Regions from separate parts of the Mus musculus genome. Here region 1 is linked to region 2. Evidence: chromatin contacts called from public Hi-C data. All regions are on one chromosome and are shown on one strand. Each heading gives the region's core, a stretch centred on a gene start, on an enhancer-like site or on the middle of the called end of the contact. The rest is flanking DNA. Distances are from core to core; before and after follow the strand shown.

Region 1 (6,828 bases), core at 1,096-3,595, 1.1 Mb after region 2:
ATCAAGTCTCCTCCATGCTAGGCACTTCTCTTCCCACTGAGGCAAGACGAGGAGGCAGCCCAACTAGAAGAACATATCCCACCTACAGGCATCAGCTTTTGGGGCAGTCACGTCAATCCCTCCATTCCAGTTATTTGGGACTCACATGAAGGCCAAGCTGCATATCTGCTACATATGTACGGGAAGGCCTAGGTCCAGCCTGTGTATGTTCTTTGGTTGGTAGTTCAGATTCTGAGAGCCCCAAAGGTTAGTTGACTCTGTTGGTCTTCCTATGGGGTCCTTATCCCCTTCTGGCCTGCAATCCTTCCTCCTATTCTCCCGTAGGAGTTCCCAAGCTCCATGTACTGTTTGGCTGTGGGTGTCTGAAACTGTCTCAATCAGCTGCTGGTTGGAGCCTCTCAGAGGACAAGATGCTCCTGTCTGAAGCATAACAGAGCATCTTTAGTAAAATTAGGGATTGGTGCTTGCCAATGGGATGGGTCTGGCATGGGGGGCAGCTGCAAGGCCTGGGTTTGAGCAAGTAAGGAACTCAGCCAATGCATGGAATAAGGCAGTATACATACGGTGGCCCAACACTCTTCCACTGACACCACCTCATGCTATTTCTATTAAGTCTCTTGGGCTCTCTACGACAATTATACCTACTGGCTAAATGATCAGTTTCTCTAGCTGCTGTTAGGCCAACATGATTGAGCAAACTTCATAAAACTCATGACAGTCCTTAAGGGAATAGACCTTGTTTTTGGAGCTGTCGAATGCTGAATACGTGCAGGCAGGCATACACACAGTCTTCTGGGAATGTAGCTGTTTGGAAATATAGTTAATCAGTAGGTTTTATTCTTTGCCTTTTAGTTCCTTATATGCTGTGTACAACGCATTATAATTGAGTGTCATAGAAAAAGAAAGGCACAGGACGCTTCCAGTTTTGTATGTTTGCTAGATGAATATGAACAGGGGAAAAAAGTCCATTACTGGCTCCAATATGTACTTTGGAACAATACTTCACAAATAAATATGTTATGCTTTTTCTCAAACAGAAAATGTTTGGGCATTGTTAGTTTATCATGCCCAATTAGACTATAAACGTTTGTTCCTCTTTTACTCAGAAGCGGGGTTATTTTAGATGCCACACCCACACCAGGAGTAAAGGTTTCTTAAGTTTTGCTTATGTGTCCTGTACCGTGAAATCTACGCTCAAGAGGAAAACAGTGTGTTGAACTGACACTTTCCTCTGTGGTTAATATGTAAGCCACGTATTATCTGAATTGTTTTGCCAAAACACGTCTGGCTGGGTACATTACACAGGTCACTCGCATATACATATTGGAGACAATAAGGTATCCGTAACAGCGTTGTGTGCTCACTCTTTTCATCTAATTTAAAATCGCGACGTGGTTTAGGAAAAGCTCTCTTAAGTCACAATACCAAGTTATTGCAGCAACATTTGTCCTCCGTGGCACTAAATTCCCTGTATAGTAAATTGTGTTTTCGGTTGCTTTGTCCCATAGTGTTGATCATAAGCCGTACTTAAGGATTTCAAACGGCGACAGCGCCCCCTCACCCCCCCCCCCCAAACCCCTTTTTAGTCCTAAGCTAGAAGTACCTATCAAATCCTATTTCTTTCCTTAAAGACACACAGGAAAGCGCCGCGGAAGAGATTCGTCGACTGTGCAACAGCGACCCCTGGCGGCCCGATGCTCGCAAGGCCTTGAGCACCCAGAGCTGTCTCTAATCAAGTCCCTCTTTGTTTTCCATATCTGGAGAGCGACCCGGAACTGTCTTTGAGAGTGTGGGCTGTGTTTGATACCCACAATCTAAAGCTCAAAGTTTCAGGATCTTCACTACTCACGGCGTACAACTCATGGGTCTTTGTTTTCTTTTTGTGACATTTAATGAAATGAGTTTTGTAGTTGGGTTTTGTCCCTTTCTCCTTGCCAGCGAATCACAACAACAAACTTGCACATTAGTAAAAAGCCTTTGATGGCTTTTGTCTGTTTGGGAGGAGAAAATGCCTGAAAAGTAAGTAAAGGTCTCAGGGAGGTGGGGGGAAGGAAAACGAGTATTGCTTGTAGCACGAACACCCATATGATTCATCGGTAGAAGCTGAGCTCTGGCTCCATTTCTTTTGTAGATTTCCCGGCTCCCCTCACCCCACCCCCCGCTTTGTTCCGCTTCAAACCTTTCAGAGGGCTGAAATGCATTATTACCTTGTTAAATCTCTACCCAAATCATTTCTACAGCCCGAAGCTGTTTTGACGTGGGTTGAGCATCTCTCTCTCACACACATACACACAAAAGAATTGCTTTTGTTCCCAGACGCTCTCATTGGCTGAACGGCCTCCCTTTCGGGCCAATCAGAATCTAGTTGTCAGGCTTGGCAGGCTATTTTTAACCCAACACACAAAACCACTGGGTCTTGGAGGCAGTCCGCGGCAGAATGAAAGTCCCCATAGTAAAAGGCAGCAGCTGAATGTATTTTGGATGTCACGGCGTGTTTGACATTTTCTCTTTAATTCCATATACACTGTTACATTAGCATGTGCTTTTTCGTAAACAACTAACTCAGAAATGGACCTGCGTTTTCACAAGCTCTGTATTACCCTTTTAGGAAGAGAAAGCCTAAAATATATTGTATTCAGACTTGATCCAAAAACATTTCATAGTGTGTGGACGTATTAAACACACACACACACACACACACACACACACACACACACACACAGTTTCAATACGAGTGTGAAGGTGCTTTTAACAAGGGATTTTTGTAGATTTTCATTTTGGGTTGACAAAATTTTCATCAGTGACTGAATGAGAGTTACAATAATATCCATCTTTCTCCCTTACCGCATTCAATATGTATATAATTACTGCAACATGTATACACTTTATGTGTGGCATCTAAAATTATAAATACTCAGTGTGGGGTATTTTTGTGGGGGTATTTAGATAAAGCATGGTTTGCAGCATATTCAACCGATTGTTCAGTGGGGGACTTTTTTTTTTTAACCTCCCTAAATACACTTTAAGTGACAAGGCATCAAAACACATAGTTTGTAAATTATCTAACATATCCAGGAAACGAAAAGTTGCCAGATGTGAAAATACCAGGTTGTAAAGTTTGATTCACCCCCCAACCCCCGAGCCTTCCGTTTAATAGGCCAAAAAGCAGAAAAAGCTAAGTTGATCTCAAAATATATATCACAAAGCAATTTATTGGCAGAAAAATGAAACTATTTCCTGCAAAGGAAAGGGGGGGTTGTGGAGGCCTAAATAAGAAAGATGTTAAGAATCTCCCCTGGTTCTTACAAGAGATTTTTAAATTGTAGATTTGCCTAGTATTTATTTATCCAAGCTTGGCGATATGACTTTATTTGTTGTTCTTTGTTCATCTCCTGAAAAAGGCCTGTTATTTTTTGTTGCAAACCACGAAAGTGTCATTTAAACATGGTGTCAGGCAAGTGCAGAAATCCCGCAAAGGCTCCTGGGAGACATGGCTAGGATCCTATTCAAAGATGCAGGCGTTCTTCAGGAGAGAGGCTTCCATAACAAAAGTAGCCAAGGATAAGGAAAAGTTTACACAAAAGTTCTAGCAGAACTGTGGAGAACAGTCAAGATGTAGGGAAGGTGTGTACCTTGCCTTAGCAGATTTCACTGTTGGGGAGAAATGTCCCCTGCTTTTCTGATGGTGAATTTGAACGACTGTAACAATGCACCTGGAAAAGAGGCCACTCTTTCCAACAACTGTGTGAGGCACACTAGGTCAGCTTTCTAAAACCTCTATAATAGCTCCCAGGAACTTTGCTAGGTTTAGATAGGCAACCAGCTGCTAACAATTTAGTTTAATATTCATTCTTATTAGAGTCAAAGAATCTGAAAAAAACTGAGACCAGGCAAGATTCTTTTCTCTTGGCAGTGGCATATAGCACATTGAACTCCAGTAAAAATTAATCCATGACACTTTTTTGATGCTAGGCCCTCATTCTTTGGGCCGGGTCATTTTGCTCTTGACTTAATCATCTGGGAAGTGCCTTGATTTGGGTTGTTTGTTTGTTTGTTTGTGGTTTGGTTTGATTATATGCTTGTCTGGTTTAAAAGTAAATATACAACGATCATATCAATTTTTTTAAATGTGTCTTCACCTCGCAGTCTCTGGGTTTATATATAAACTCCCTAAAGGCAAAAACTATTAGAATAAAATAGGTATATTATTATTTTTTAAAGAAAATAACATTTAACCCCTCCACCCAGCATTTGTTAAGTTTTATCCAACCCTGGTGTACATTTTCTTGTCCATGGAAGTTCTCCTGGGAGAAGAAACATATGCAGGTCCCTTGCCTGAGCCTCTATGAGAATGGTAAGCAGAAAAGGACTGGATGCTGCCAGGTTCCAAACTAACCAGGTAAGAAATGGAGTTATTGTTGTCTGCAAAATGTAGATCCCTAGGCCTCCAAGATATCTTGTGATCACCTGCTGACTAAACTGTGATCATGTTAACCGAGAGATGGGTGCAGTCCCTGAACTGAAGCCCTCATGCCAATGTGTTTGTAGAACCGATAGAGTAGACCAAACCCTAGTTCTATCATGACAAAATGGGTTCTTGCTGAGGAGTGACAGTTTTCTGTGTGTTGGGTAAAATGGTGGAGAAGGATGTCTGTCAATGACAGCTGGTGTCTTCAGCTTGCTTCTCACTTCCCAGGAGTCTTGCTTCAAGCTCCCCACCTCGCCCCACCCCACCCCCGTCCATGTTCCCTTCTGGGAATGTTTCTCAGGTTCCTCCTGAGCTGCATCCCCTTTGTCACTCCTCACCCATCTCCCCAACTTGCAGTTAAGAGTAAATCCATGGGATCCTTCTCTTTCTCTTTTTATTTATTTATTTTTTTAAATTTATTTATTATATGTAAGTACATTGTAGCTGTCTTCAGACACTCCAGAAGAGGGAGTCAGATCTCATTATGGATGGTTGTGAGCCACCATGTGGTTGCTGGGATTTGAACTCTGAACCTTGGGAAGAGCAGTCGGGCGCTTGTCGCGCCCGCTCTCGACCAGCAAGAACGACGCGACCACCAGTCCTTCTAACAGCAGTTTATTCAGTCCTGATTCTTACCCGAACCCTGGGCCTCTCACTCCTTTTATACTTTCTCTCATCCACGCACCGCAGGCCACGCCCCCTCGCCAGTCACGAGGCTTCAGCTAATCAGGGCAGCAGGGGCAAATCTCCACCAAATTGGATTTACCTGTATCCTGGTACACCTGCGCAGCACTCAAGATGTTTGTGTCTTATATGAGGAAGTTAGGTGCAAGTCATATGACTTAGCTGCAGTCCCTGGCACCTTTGGGACTGCCGCCACACCCGCTCCCCACAGGTGCTCTTACCCACTGAGCCATCTCACTGACAGCAGTTTTTCTAAACAGTGTGTGTGTGTGTGTGTGTGTGTGTGTACGCAAGATCACTTCTGAACATTCCATACAACACATTCACTATTTCCTTGACTGTCATTTCTTCAATTTGATTAATTCAATGCCCTCCAGAAGGATTCTCTGTGTGAATTATGTTGGCTTTGTTGAGCCCAGTGTGCAGAGAAACAATCTGTGTCAATAGTGCTTTCGGCTGAACAGTGTCTGACTGTATAACTGCCCATCACTTGTTCTTTGAACTGTTTATATCCTGTGAATAGTTCACAAGTTGGACAGGTCGTTTTTCTTAGGTAAATTTGAAAACATATGAAGAATTTGAACCAATCCAATGTTAGCAATGGGCAAAGGAAAGTACCTTTACAAAAACAAGGACCTCATAGGATATCAGAGTCTTGAATGGGATAAGAACATTAGACATTAAATTACAGAAAGTTTAATAGAAAATTTTAGTGTGGGGGTAATTAATTATGCAAAGATGATTGACATTCTAAACTTCAGTGTGTAGGCTGTAATGAAACCTGGAAACAACAAGAATTTCAAAACAAACTAAATGGAATTTTCATCCAGAGGGAGGTAAGCAATCTGGAGAAATGCACTTTTTATTGTGACCCACCATTCAATGTGGCCATTCAATGTGAGGTAGAAGCCATTACAATATTTACAATTAAGAAATAAAGATAAACAGAGAACATGGCTGATTTGGAAACAAGGGAAATATGGTAAATTAAAAGTAAAAATAGAGAATATAGCTGACATTTATGCTGCCTTGATCTTTATTTCTGATTTTTATAAATAGGTCCAACAATATTGTGTATTGCATAGAAACTCTAAAATACATTTCTTAAATAGGAAAATAATTTCGTTTACATTGTATTGTCAGGATAACGTTCAGTCATAATGGCCTCATAATAAAAGGAAAAACATTTTTAAATTAAAAAAAAAATGGCCGGGCATGGTGGCACACATCTTTAATCCCAGCACTCGGGAGGCAGATGCAGGTGGATTTCTGAGTTCGAGGCCAGCCTGGTCTACAAAGTGAGTTCCAGGACAGCCAGGACTATACAGAGAAACCCTGTCTCAAAAAAAAAAGGAAAAAATTCATTATATGTCTTGATGTATATGTATGTATGTATGTATATATGTGTGTGTGTGTGTATGTGTGTGTGTGTGTGTGTGTGTGTGTGTGTGTGTGTATGTGTGTATGTGTTCGTGGGAAGGTCAGAGGACTACTTGTGGAGTCAGTTTTCTCTCACTACCATGCTGGATCAAACTCAGGTCATCAGGTTTGGCAGCAAGGGCCTTTACCACTGAGTTGTCTTATTGGCTCCTAAAAGAATAAAATGATTCTTTTGGTTTTGATAAAACACCATAAGTTATAATTTTCACTTTTACACCAAGGGACAACATTCGATG
Region 2 (7,098 bases), core at 3,734-6,233:
CCGACACTCTTGGTGCTCGGGGTACAGTCTCTTCAATTCCCCTCTTCTGTTTTATAAGATAGGCTTTGAGGGTGCGATGCGCACGCTCAACAATACCCTGTCCTTGAGGGTTGTATGGAAGTCCAGTCAGGTGGGTTACGTCCATCTGACGGCAGAACTGCTGGAATTTTTGAGACGTATAAGCTGGTCCATTATCAGTCTTAAGGAGTCTGGGTTTCCCCCAAGCACTCCATGCCTCAAGGCAATGTTGAATCACATGTGAGGCTTTTTCTCCGGTTAACGGAGAAGCAAACATGATGCCAGAACATGTGTCAATGGACACATGGAGATATTGAAGTTTTCCAAAGGAAGAAACATGTGTAACATCCATTTGCCAGACCTGTAGAGGTCGAATACCGCGTGGGTTAATTCCCACATGAGGAACTGGCAAGAACTCACAGCAGCTTTGACATTGAGTAACAATGTCACGGGCTTCTTTTCTTGTCAAGGAGAAACGACTGCGTAATGTTTCAGCCGTCACATGAAAATTATTATGAAAACTTCTTGCAGCCTCTACCGGGGATGATAGGGCAGCAGCCACCACTTTAGTGGCCTTATCTGCCAAATCATTTCCCAGAGCCATGGGGCCAGGTAGGCCTGAATGGGCTCTAACATGAGTAATATAAACAGGAGATCTTCTAGATAACAAAACTAATTGTATCTGCTGAAAAATATTGGCAACTCTACTGGAAGGCTTAATCACTCCAGCCACTTCTAAAAGATTTACTGCATTTACCACATAACAGGAATCTGACACAATATTAAGGGGTTTTAAAAAGGTTTTTAAAACTTCTAAGACCACTAAACATTCTACCACTTGAGGTGAATTTTCATTATATTGTTTGGATACCACTTTACCATTAGCCACATAGGCACCTATGCCAGTTTTTGATCCATCAGTATATACCACAATCCCATTTTTAAGTGGGTTGCTTACTGTTATTTGTGGAAACACAACAGATTGATTTTGGGCAAACTGTAAGATTGGATGTTTTGGATAATGGTTATCTATTTTTCCTGAAAAGGAGGTAACTAAAACTGCCCAATCATTAGATGCGGCTGCCAAGGTTTGAACCTGTGCAGCGGTATAAGGTACAATTAAAAGATATGGACTTTGCCCAAAGTGGGTGATTGCTGCTTTTAGGCCTTTAAGGGCAAGCTGTGCAATTGCATCAGGATACCAATCTATTATTTTAGCTGGGGATACGTTTGGATGGATCCACAACAATGGCCCATTCTGCCACAAAACTGCAGTTGGCAATTGTGCTGTCTTAAAGACACACAAACTGAAAGGCTGCGAATCCTCAATACGTTGTAATTGTGCATTCTGTAAGGCCTTTTCCACCTTTTGTAAGGCCTGGTTAGCAGCTAGAGTAAGAGTCCTAGGGGAGGAGATATGAGGATCTCCTTCTAAAATACTAAACAAAGGCCTTAATTCAGCAGAAGGAATCTTTAAAAAGGGTCTGAGCCAATTAATATCTCCCAACAGCTTTTGAAAATCATTTAAGGTATGGAGGTGATCTCTTCTTATCTCTACCTTTTGGGGCACAATCTTATCTGGGGATACCACAGAGCCCAAGAATTGTCCTGTATCAGAAATTTGGACCTTTTCTGTGGCTATCTGTAAACCCCACTGACTTAAAGTTTTAAGTAGAAAAGGATATGCCTTTTGTAGCATGGTAAGGTCTTTATGGCACAGGAGGATGTCATCCATGTAAAGGAGCAAAATTAAAGAGGGGAACTGTTCCCTCATTGGCAAAAGAGCTTTTTGCACATAAAGCTGGCACATTATAGGACTATTGGACATTCCCTGTGGTAAGATCTTCCATTGATACCTCTTATCAGGTTCAGCAGAATAAGCTCTCTGACCCGTTAACAAGTCAAAAGTCCAATCTCTCTGCTCTGGAGTTAAAGCAGCAGCGTTTGCTCGGGCCTGCGCCTGTGCCGCCTCCTGCCACAGAGCTCGCCATTCCACATATTTGGCCATACTAGGGAGAGCGACTTTTGCAATCATTTGCCAGTCGGCAGGAGTCAGTGCCACGCCAGCGAGCCTGTCTAACTGCGCCAAGGTAAAATTAGCATTGGTTCCGTATTTACGAACCGACTCGGCAATTTCCTTAATCTGTACGTATTCTACCGGAGCGTGGACACGCCCACCCTCGGCTCCTTTAAAGACTGGAAATGCCTGTTCTATTTTCCTTTGTTCCTCTCGGGGAATGAATGAGTCTGCGCACTGCCTTTCTGCGCACTGCCTCTCTGCGCATTGCTGACGCACTACGGGCTGACGCACTACGCAGGGCGGGGACTCCGCATAGGGCGGGAGTGCACCTGGTAGCCGATTGCCCTGAGGCCAATTAGCAAACTGGCCTTCGCCAGCCGCTTTTGGCTTTTTTCTTGAATGACTAGTTAGCACTTTACTTGGCGGCTGGTATCCTTTTCTTTCATAATGAGCCGCTTTTTTCTCCCAGTCTGTTTCTTCAGAGCACAGGCTCCTTCTCCTAGAGACCTCCGCTAATCGATCTTTTTTCTTTTCTTTTTTCTTTTTCTTCCTTCTAATCTCTCCCCAGGTATTCCTACCTGACCTTAACTTTTCCTCGGGTTCAAGACCCTTGGAAAGGCCTGTATACTTACCGTTTCTCCTTGCTCCTACTCTCTCTCCCCGCTTTACTTCTGATAGACTGTCCTGAATTTCCTCTAGAATTTTCAGCCCTATCTTAAGCACTATATAACATGTGAAAAGGAACAAAAGGGCTCCTAACACTAGAAAAAGTTCAAGGCCAAACATACCTGGTAAAGCCATTTCTCACTTCCGTTCCCCAGCTGATGAGTTCTGAATTCGGCAGTTGAATCCTTCTCAACAGTCTGCTTTACGGGAACCTTTATCACCGTCGTTCCCCAGCTGATGAGTTCTGAATTCGGCAGTTGAATCCTTCTCAACAGTCTGTGTTACGGGAACCTTATAACCTTGATTCGCAGTTCTGGTTCTGGAATGAAGTATCCCTCCTGCGCCAGTCCGGAGTTTTTTCTCGTCCCGGGTTTCGGCACCAATTGTTATTCGACGCGTTCTCACGACCGGCCAGGAAGAACACCACAGACCAGAATCTTCTGCGGCAAAGCTTTATTCTTACATCTTCAGGAGCCAGGGTGCAGGAAGCAAGAGAGCAAGAAGCAAGAGAGAGAGAAAAGCAAGCAAGAGAGGAGAGAGAACGAAACCCCGTCCCTCTTAAGGAGCATTCTCCTTCGCCTCGGACGTGTCACTCCTTGATTGGCTGCAGCCCATCGGCCGAGTTGACGTCACGGGGAAGGCAGAGCACAAGTAGTCATAAGATACCCTTGGCACATGCGCAGATTATTTGTTTACCACTTAGAACACAGGATGTCAGCGCCATCTTGCAACGGCGAATGTGGGGGCGGCTCCCAACAATTATTAAAATTCATGAACCAGAGAATTACCGGTGTGTAATATTCACAAATGCAGTGGGTGCTAAGTATCTCTGACATACTCTCTAACGCTTTAAGCATCTTGGGGGAAAATGTTAGAAGTCTGTCAGGAACATATTGGATTTTCCTAAAGCATATGGTGATGAAATAGAATATCATTTTATGAGAAAATGCCGCCACGGTGGCTTCCGGACCCAACATATAATCATTTTATATTTCTCTTTTGCAGCTGTCTTTCTTTTCTCCTGCCCCTCCTCCCTGTTTTATTAGAATGAATTTCTGTTTTGGAAGGAAATTATTGTTTTTGGCCAGTTCTTTGCTTTTAGCCCTTCAATCGGGGCCTTTTGTTTTCTGCAATGAAGTGTTTCTACCAGGTCTCAAGATTGCGGCTGTGTGCTTTGATCACAGTTTTATCGTGACTACACTAAGAGTTTTCTTTTGGCCCTGCATGGTTTATGTGTGGCCATTTCTTCCTGGCTCTGAGGTAGTCACTGTCATCTCAGACCTGGCTAGGTAGCAGAAATGGCAATGGTTATTCTCCAGTTTCCATTGGCAAAAAAAAAAAAAAAATCCATTTTCATTTCAAGAAGATGATAACTAGACAAACAATATATGCTGCTGGGTCCTCTTACCACATTCTCCATTTGGTCCCCCTGAGCTCCTTTTTTAACACTGGCCACATTCCCAGAGCTGGCCGAACCTACATCATCCAGTTGCAGGCTGTTGTGGGCTGGTATCCTCCAGGGATGTCTGGTTGGTAAGCTCAATTTACAAATTCTTGGAACTGTCCTATTCAACTGTTTCCTAAGGCTACTAAGGAGTAACACCCCATTACCCAAGGGCTTTTATTGTCTTCAACTTTTAGAAAAGTCTTATAGGTGTTTCTGGTTGGCTGTAAATTTCAAGTTCTTTGGTATGCTCGCTCAGTGATTAAAACCTGGTGCGCTTGAATAAACTGTTCACTGTTCCTCAACACAGCTCCCCGTTTGTAACATCTGTGACGTGACACACAGTTTCCTCTTCATCCCCTCCCCCCACCCTGTGAAGATGATGAAATTCCCTCCCTAAAGACGCTTTCAATTCCGTTGTTTAAGCTTCATACTAGAAAATGTACTGAGAAAATTATGACTGAAACCAGAACAAAACTTCATGTTTCCCCAGGGTGGTGAAGAGAGTTAGCATGGTCTTGCCTTAATGTAGGGGCTGGAAGTCACAGCCTTTCAGGCAATTAGGAACTAGCCAGAATGATGGTTTACATATAAAGCCCGAAAAATACAGTTGAAAGCATCTATAAACAGAATTTTCATAGTTATTATTATGAGGTCAGGCTCTAGAGGAGACATTTGGAAATAGAAGAACATGTTTGGTCTTCACTTAAATCTATTAAAGATTCTGGGTTCAGATGCTATTAGCTTTTTCCCAATTTTTAAGAGGTTTCTATACAGGACAAACACGTCAAAACCTTCTTCCTCTTATCATAAGGGAAGTGAGCAGAAGCTAAGATGCTTTCCTGGCGTATTCCATAGCGTTTCTCTAAAGCAGCAGTTCTCAACCTGTGGGTCCTGACCCCAACAGGGGCCACAACGCAGATATACTGCATAGCTATCAGGTATTTATATTACAATTCATAACAGTAGCTATGAAAAAGTAGTATGGCTGCTGGTCACCACAACATGAGCACTGTATTAGAGGGTCACAGAATTAGGAAGGTTGAGAACCACTGGCCTAAAAAAGTGTTTCTGTCAAGGAGCAAATTCCAAATGGGTCATCATAGCCAGTGGTATCTTGATAGTATGGTGATGTACTGGCTAGTTTTGTGTCAACTTGACACAGCTGGAGTTACCACAGAGAAAGGAGCTTCAGTTGAGGAAATGCCTCCATGAGATCCAACTGTAAGGCATTTTCTCAATTAGTGATCAAGGGGAAAAGGCCCCTTGTGGGTGGGACCATCTCTGGGCTGGTAGTCTTGGTTCGATAAGAGAGCAGGCTGAGCAAGCCAGGGGAAGCAAGCCAATAAGGAACATCCCTCCATGGCTTCTGCATCAGCTCCTGCTTGCTGACCTGCTTGAGTTCCAGTCCTGACTTCCTTTGGTGATGAACAGCAGCATGGAAGTGTAAGCTGAATAAACCCTTCCCTCCCCAACTTGCTTCTTGGTCATGATGTTTGTGCAGGAATAGAACCCCTGACTAAGACAGGTGACAAGGAGGGAAAATTGCCTTAGAAATATATACAAGAAATAAGATGATATCACCCAAGGCTGTGACAATGACCTTGGCACCCTCTCTTCCCCAGTTTTCTCATTCCTTTTCTTTCTCAGTGTCTATGATTATTTTTATATTCAATTTGTTTTCCATAATAATGATAAATATCACTATATCTTTTACTTTGTAGTTTCTCTATCTGGAAACACTGAATCTCTGTAAAAATGTTTAGATTAACACATACATGTCATTGAAATATCTATTGTGCAATATAGTGGGTACTAAAACTATCTTATTGTGAAGCATAACAGTACAAACTTATAATCCCAGCTCTCGGGAGGCAGAGATGAGAGCAGCATGAGTTGGACCCCCCCCCCCCAGACTACATAGTGATATTCTATGGCAAAAGAATATGTTTTCATCAATACAGTTAGGCAGGTAAAGTCCACCAGAGTTTACTTTGTCTTCTTGTATATTCTTTGTTTCCTAGTTATTGTTAGGAAACCAAAGTGTACCCCCCACCCCTGTGAAATTACACAGTATAACAGATCTGGTGTAAAAGAGGCTTATTGGAGGAGGGGAGAGGAGTGAGGACCTGGGAGAGAGGAGACAGTGGACATGTAGACAGACAGACAGAAGCGGAGCAGAGTCATGAGGAGAAAGAAGTAGGGGAGGAGGGAGGGGAAGAGGGAGGGAGGAAGGGAGAGAGGGAGGGGGAGAGAGCCCATGCTGAGATGGCAGGTGGGTCCTATTATCCTCTGCCTGCCCACAGCTGGCACAGCTGGCAGAGGTGGTGGGTCATGACGAAAGCAGCTGCTAGGTCGCTAACAGTTATACTATGCTTAACAACCCTCATTTCTTTGGTAGAGCTGGGTTCTCTCTCTGGAATTTCCTTTTTCTTAATTCTCACTTACTGGAACTTTTCTTATTGGTTAGAGCCCAACTCAAAAGTAAGTTCTTCTAACTAAGCCATCTTTCAACAATCTTCCGATTCATGAAAAAGCGCTATTTATGAAACTTTTAAAGAAAATTGACATCCAAAGTTCACACCTCTACCCCACCCCAGCCTTAGGGGCTCTAGGACTGGGAGGGTAGGGTTAAAGGTGAGGCTCTCCCATCACTGGGTCCACACTGATGCTTTCTGTGTGTAGCTGCCTATCACTTTTAAAAGGCATATTTTGTGTAAGAGAATAAGGAACTTGGACCTTTTTATTTTGCCATGCTGGGCCAGCTAGGTAGTGGGAGCTTGACTGACCTTTAGCCTTTTCCAGTGGCCGCCTTTTGGTTATCACATAGAAGGGTGTGAATTAGGTTATTTTCTCTTCTGGACACAAAACAAGAAAGAAAAAAAGATAAATAGATAGGTGATAGATAGATAGATAGATAGATAGATAGATAGATAGGATATCAACACAG

Evidence for each region. A called contact is a pair of places that touch in the nucleus more often than the background predicts.
Region 1: a contact with region 2 is called in a Hi-C map of bone marrow-derived macrophages, with 10 read pairs. The contact joins two enhancer-like sites. A contact is called at or near these places in 13 of 39 promoter capture datasets (the 3T3-L1 cell line, 3T3-L1-derived adipocytes, the C10 cell line and 9 more), 1 of 15 datasets of contacts at CTCF or cohesin (the NIH/3T3 cell line), 2 of 484 Hi-C or Micro-C datasets (bone marrow-derived macrophages and cumulus cells) and 4 of 115 datasets of contacts at active chromatin or transcription factors (the 230-238 cell line, double positive thymocytes, forebrain and 1 more).

What each region holds. Positions count from the first base shown.
Region 1 is chr10:97,311,461-97,318,288 of GRCm38.p6, forward strand. No RefSeq gene overlaps it. Among named protein-coding and RNA genes, the nearest start is that of Gm34044, 79 kb to the left of the region's middle. Within about 2 kb of position 2,346, at least 387 of the 459 cell types and tissues checked have an H3K27ac peak or open chromatin away from gene starts, as enhancers often do. A contact at or near this core is called in bone marrow-derived macrophages, where this site is marked.
Region 2 is chr10:96,158,983-96,166,080 of GRCm38.p6, forward strand. No RefSeq gene overlaps it. Among named protein-coding and RNA genes, the nearest start is that of Gm40746, 18 kb to the right of the region's middle. Within about 2 kb of position 4,984, at least 49 of the 459 cell types and tissues checked have an H3K27ac peak or open chromatin away from gene starts, as enhancers often do. A contact at or near this core is called in bone marrow-derived macrophages, where this site is marked.